2 separate regions of the Urocitellus parryii genome follow, and region 1 is linked to region 2. Evidence: chromatin contacts called from public Hi-C data. All regions are on one chromosome and are shown on one strand. The core of a region is the stretch at or near the end of the contact, and the rest is flanking DNA. Distances in the headings are between cores, read along the strand shown. Region 1 holds the start of Rwdd2b (RWD domain containing 2B). Region 2 holds the start of Mrpl39 (mitochondrial ribosomal protein L39).

Region 1 (2,831 bases), core at 250-2,749, 2.9 Mb before region 2:
CCAACCTCTGTGCCTTTGATTTCTGAGTTTTCTCCATCCATCCAAAATCTCCAAGCTTTCCATTTCAATAAAGTCTTAGTCAACACTTACACTTTAAATAAACCTCTCCACTAAACTTCCCCACTATTTTAGTGTGCATTATTCATCTTGTCCCTTTATCTGATACTTATCTTGGGCTGTTTCTTAAATCTTTAACCTGAACATGTCATTTTTCTCTCAGCAATAAGAAATTGTAGGAAAAAACGGTTCTAGGCATTATTTCTGAGTTGCCTGTAGCATCTACCACCAGTGCTAGTATACAGCAGTTCCTCGTGAAATACTTCTTTTTGTTAAAATGGAAAAAACGAGTACCTGAGGCATAAAGGATGGTTACAATGTGCAAAAGGTAGGTACAAAAGAATGGAGCGAACAAGTTCTGGTGAAGAAGAAAAGGAAGAAGAACGAAGAAGTCAGAAGTCTGCAGTAGTGAAGACAGCACTAGTAAATCTGGTTGCAGCAGCTCACACTCCAAAGGAACACTTGAAAGGCGAATCCTAATTGCTGCAGGTAAAGGACACAGGAGGTCACTAAAGAGGTCCAGTAAAGTTTTGACAACTATAAAGGCAACTAAAGAGTCATGAAAAATAAGTACTGTATCATCAGCTATAAAACAACAATAAAGCTACTAGATGTTTTCAGTTGAGTCTCAGGATAAGAATTAGTAAATTAGTCAACTTACTCTTTACATGAAGATTTTAAATCAGCACTAGCTCTACCACATCTCATATTGATCCAATTCCCTTCTTCTGCCCTCCCAGTCTTCCCCTGCCTACTCGCTTCCATTACAAATGTGTGTGGAAAATCCTGTCAGATCTTTCTGAAACGTGGCTTTCAAGTTCTGCCTAAACTAGTCCTGCCTGGGAGTACGCATCTGGTTTGGAGACAGATCCTATTCTTACTAAGCACAAGGACGCAGCTACAAACCCACCCTACTCATAGGGCGCTCCCGGTAGCTAGCCAGCCGCCCACCTACATTCCCAGAGGCCACCACGCCTCCTTCCCATCTCATCCCACCCTTTGCAACTGCTGCGCACCCACCGGGGAATCCTGGGGTCCGGGGTCGAGAAGGACGCCAACACCTGGAATTCATTGGCCAGCTTCTGGGACTGCCAGGACATCAAGCCAATGAGAATAGCACGGGAAAGGTTAGAGTAACACGCTTAAATGGGGCCCTTCCAGGGAGAACGCGGTTGGGGCGGAAAAATTCATGGTCTACGAGCGCAGGAGCTCAGAAGAGTGGTGATCGCGAGTCAGTGGAGGCAGAACTTACCCACGGTGACAGCGCCCATAACTGCATCCCCTAATGGGCCTTTGGGCTAGGCGGCCGGCTCCGTCTTCCTCTCGGTGACGAATAGAGAGCAACAGAGCCGAATCCACCGTGCCCCTTAGGAAGCCGGAACTTCCGGGAAGCGGCATTATGGGAAGCCACTTGGCCCAGGGTCGGCCGCGCAGATGCTGATTGACGCCCGCCTCTGTGTAATCCACGCCGGAAGCTGGCGCACAGCAGTGCGGAGTTGTCGCCGATGAAGTTTTTCCTGGGTGGGTTATCTATGAAGTAAATTAAATCTTTCTGAAAGCGTGGGTAACTGGTGGTGGTCTGTGGTTCGGAGCCTTCTGAACGGTAAACACGAAATTTATGCCGTTGGATCAACGTGTTGCACGGCCCAGGTTGTGGGTTTCTGGGCCGAGTCACAGGTCTGGGCATGAAGGTAGTTGTTTAGTTTCTATTCTCCAGCCTGAGGAAACTCAGAAGCTCTGTTTCAACTGCACCACTTGCATCTCGGAGGTTTCTGGAAAACTACTAAACAACCACAACCAAAAGAAACTACCTATACACACAAGAACATGGATGTATCTCTATGATACTGAAAGTATACACAAAATTACCTACTGTATGATTGAACTAGCTGAAGTTCTAGACCAGACAAAACTAATTATGGTAGGGGAATATGAGCATGGCCTTGGGCTTGAGCCTAAGCCACTCCATTTTAAGAACTCCTGTTTGAAACCTGCAGTCTCACCAGGCATGCCTACTGGAGAGGTCCTGTGACAAACAAGTCAATTCTCGACACCCTGATAAGGCTCAGAGTGAAGCCTCAGGCAATCTGTCCTCCACCTTTTAGAGGAAAAGGTTCCCGATAAGAGGGAAAGATTAGGGTGGGGACCACCAGACCAGCTGTTTCAATCCCACAGCAAATGTCATTGAGAAATCCAGTGGCAGCTGTTAAGAACTGAAAGGGGGGGGGGCGTCAAAAGCCTCAAAAGAGCTAATAACAAGACATTCAGCCAGCCAAAACTGATGCCCTTACACTGAGAGTCTGATGAGGACTTGCACTGACATCCCAACACTTCTCATCCTTTGCTGATCTTCTGCATCTTCCTCATTGCTCTCAAACTCTACAGCCACATCTTGACCCTGGTGAGAGCCTCAATTTCTCCTTAAGTCCGTCTCCTAGACTGGCGGTCAGCTTCACCTAAGGAGAAGCCTGTCTTGGTTCCTGACCTGATCAACACTGTCTGAGTGAGTGTGCATCTGCTGGACTTAAAAACCTAAGGCTTGAGAATTTTGAGCTAACACTTGAACTTAGCACGCAGAGGGAATGTCTGTCATAAGTCTGCCATGATTAAGTGTGTTTTCAGTCCTTAGAATTAATTAATCTAGAATTGTTCACTGTGAATTTATCTAGAATTGTTTGCTCTGAATTGATTTTGTCTATTGCAGTGCCTAGCATTAAGGATTGTCATTTTTCTTGACTAAGAACCTATAGAGTGAAAGTGTATTGAATGATTTG
Region 2 (3,131 bases), core at 327-2,826:
GTTGGCCATTATCACTAGTGACATCCTTCCAACCAGGTTAATACCTGTAATAGTAAGAGCTCCAGTTACCTGTCTTCAAATGCGTTTATGATTAAACTTGCTAAAATTTATGTTCAAAGGCTTAGTTTAAATGTTGCTCTAAAATGTTCTAAGAGCAATAATACTGTTGTTAGGTGGCATTAAATGGGTAGAGTCTCTAAAAGGCTGGTGAAACAAAAACTTGAAAGGAGTTGGAAACCGTGGTGCATACATTTAATACCAGCAGCTGGGAAGGCTGAGGCAGGAGGATGGCGAGTTCAAAGCCAGCTTCAGCAACTTAGCGAGGCCCTAAGCAACTGAACAGGACCTTGTCTCAAAATAAAAACTAAGACGGGCTGGGATTGTGGCTCAGTAGTTCAAGGGCCTCTGGGTTCAATCCCTGGTACCAAGTAAATAAATACATAAATAAAGTAAAACAAACAAACAGGCTTGAAATGGAATCACTGTATGTAACTAGAGAAGAACACCCCTCTATGTGTATATATGGACACTTTGCCAACCTAATTATGATCTTAAGAGAGAGAGAGAGTCTGGTAAAATGTAGCCTTGCTCAAGTCACTCACTTCCATGTTTTTCATTTTAAAAGTGAAGACGCACTTTCCCCCACGCAGTTGTGGACAGTGTAAAATTTGGAGGAAGGAGACGGGACAGCTGGAGTGGCCAGGAGGAGGCGACTCAGCCGGCACTTCCACCAGGTGCCAGTCAAGGGCGAAGGGCTTGGGGGGTCGCGGGCTGAATTTATCAACCGGAGAGGCTTTGAACACCTTTGAATGAAAGCATTTCCAGACTTTACATACAGGAGGCTTGCTTCAGGCAGCCGAAGGACGTGGACACTGCCCCGGAGGTTTCCCAGGGCCTTAATTCATCCATTGGACAAATGCACCGAGCGCCAGGCTCTGTCTGGGTTTCTTGGGAGACACCAGGGGACAGGAGGCGAAAACTCCGCCCTGGGGTGCCTTTATTTACTACGCCCTCGGTCGGCGTCGCATAAACGAGTCCAGGCCGTTTGAAAAGAGCTCTGCAGATTCCAGAGTTTTCTCCAGAGTCTACAGGCCGGGTTTCCAAGCCCACAGCAACAGGGCTGGTCAAAAGGAGCCACCCCTGCAAAACCGAGTCCAGCCTCGGGCCGGACGGCGGCGTCTCCGTGCCCAGCGCGGTGACCGCGGACCTGGAGTCCACAGGATCAGCCTTTCCTCAATTTTCCTCCCTAGAAAGTCCTTGCGGGACGCCCGGGTTTCGCCCAGGCAGTGCAGCCCGAACGCTCACAATGCAAAAGGGCGCTCGGGACACTGACCCCCTGAAGGTGACACCAGTTCCCCGCAGATCCCAGGACGCGGCGGACCCACAGCCTGTGGGCGGAGCACCTCGACTCAGGCCACGCCGCTGGAACGCCCCTGCCGACCGTCTGGCCTCGGGTGACTAATTCTGGTGAGGCGCGAATGCGCCCCCACGTGGCGGTGCGCCGCCAGAGCGCCGGCCCCGGAACCGAACTGTCTGACGGAACCTCAGCGCGCATTCTCAGTTTCCGGGGGAGGAGGCTGGAGGCGGACCTGCGCGCCGCGGTTGGCGTACCCGCTATGGAAGCGATGGCTGCTACCGTCCGGGGACTACGGCTTTGGAGAGCCGCCTCAGGCGGCCGGACTGGTTGGAGTGAGTTTCCAAGGCCGTGGGGAAGGGGAGCAAAGCGTTGAGAGAGGTGTCTGCCCAGATGGGGCCTGAAGTGGGTGGCAGGAGGTCGGAAGAGCTGAGGAAGGAGGAAGGTCTTCTGCCCCCCCCCCCCCGCCCTCGCCCCAGCCTGGGAGGACAAATCTGGGGACACGAGGGGTCCGGGAGGAGCTGGGACCCAGCCAAAGGTGGAGCCACTGATGCTTCAGATGCCTTCAGGAAGGAGCCAGCATCTGCTCTAAACGTGCTGTTATCTCCCTGTACCTCTCGTGCCAAATCCCTGATTTAGGATTTGGAAGATAAATGCAGCATTTCTTGCCCTAGACTGTTGATGGTTTGGGTATGGGACTTGCAGTCTCCTGAGCCTTCTTGTCCTCCCCAGGCCCTTCCAGGTCTTGGGCAACTTGACTCACTCTCCCAACGAGTGGTGGTGCTTGGGTTTTGCTCTATATTGTGAAGCGCAATTGGAATACTATAGAGGAAGTTGGTGGGAAACAGGGATCTGATGTGAAAGAACAGAGTTGAAGTAGAGGTGCAGCTCTAGGCTAGCTGCGTTTTTGTCTCCTTCAGTTTTAATTTTTAATATTAGAAAGTGGTTTAAGTTTACTTCTGGGAGCGGTTTTGGCGAATGGCTTTCAAAGTTCTCTTGCCTCTGTATTATAGGAGGATGGTGATGCAGGAATGGAGTGGGGTTGGGTATTAGCAGTAAGTTACCCAATTTTTTTAAAGTCTTCATGTTTAATTTCTCCTTAGGATTTATAGCAACATCACCTGCAGTTCAACTGTCACCTACCGAGCTGACAGAAATGCGGAATGACCTCTTTAATAAAGAGAAAAAGAGACAGTTATCACTGACTCCCCGAACTGAGAAGATTGAAGTTAAACATGTTGGAAAAACTGATTCCGGCACAGTTTTTGTGATGAATAAAAACATTTCAACTCCTTACAGTTGTGCCATGCGTAAGTAACAGAATCAGGATACAGTCCTGACCATTTTATATGAGCTCTGCTGAAGAACTGGTGCAGAGGAGACAACGTGTTGTAATTGCTTTCCCAGCTTCTCCGAAGTTCTCCTTTACCTGGCACCTTATTGTCTGTTTACTGCCCCTTTAGCTCTGGAGGCTGCTATGTGTATTTCAGGGTTGGTGCTGTAGTACACAGTTGTCCTGTAGCTTGCTTGAATCTGGCTGTGTTTAGGATAATAATTTTTTTTTTCTGGCAAAAAAAGTCCAGACCTGAATGCATTGTCACTGGTGGGCTTGTTTTTTTGGATTGTGGTAGGAATAGTCATCATGCATGCCTTATTGAAGGATTTTGGGATAAAGGAACTGCCATGACCTCAGATGTCCAGCTTTGTTTGCCATCTTTTCCTTTCTAAGTTCTTCAAGCCTAACATTTTTTTTTTTTTATCTGCTTGCCACATGCCT

What was found. Hi-C and Micro-C count contacts between places; a contact is called where the count stands out from the background.
Region 1: a Hi-C map of liver shows a contact between it and region 2, with 6 times the contacts expected there. The contact joins the promoter of Rwdd2b here to the promoter of Mrpl39 in region 2. A contact is called at or near these places in 2 of 2 Hi-C or Micro-C datasets (liver and muscle).

Annotation. Positions count from the first base shown.
Region 1 is chr2:212,000,940-212,003,770 of mUroPar1.hap1, reverse strand. It overlaps Rwdd2b (RWD domain containing 2B), which reads left to right and starts at 1,499. Exons shown (of 7, transcript XM_026396142.2): 1 at 1,499-1,578; 2 at 2,443-2,560. It overlaps Usp16 (ubiquitin specific peptidase 16), which reads right to left and starts at 1,416. Exons shown (of 18, transcript XM_026396139.2): 1 at 1,310-1,416; 2 at 352-540.
Region 2 is chr2:209,113,014-209,116,144 of mUroPar1.hap1, reverse strand. It overlaps Mrpl39 (mitochondrial ribosomal protein L39), which reads left to right and starts at 1,576. Exons shown (of 10, transcript XM_026411784.2): 1 at 1,576-1,689; 2 at 2,458-2,664. The coding sequence starts at 1,617.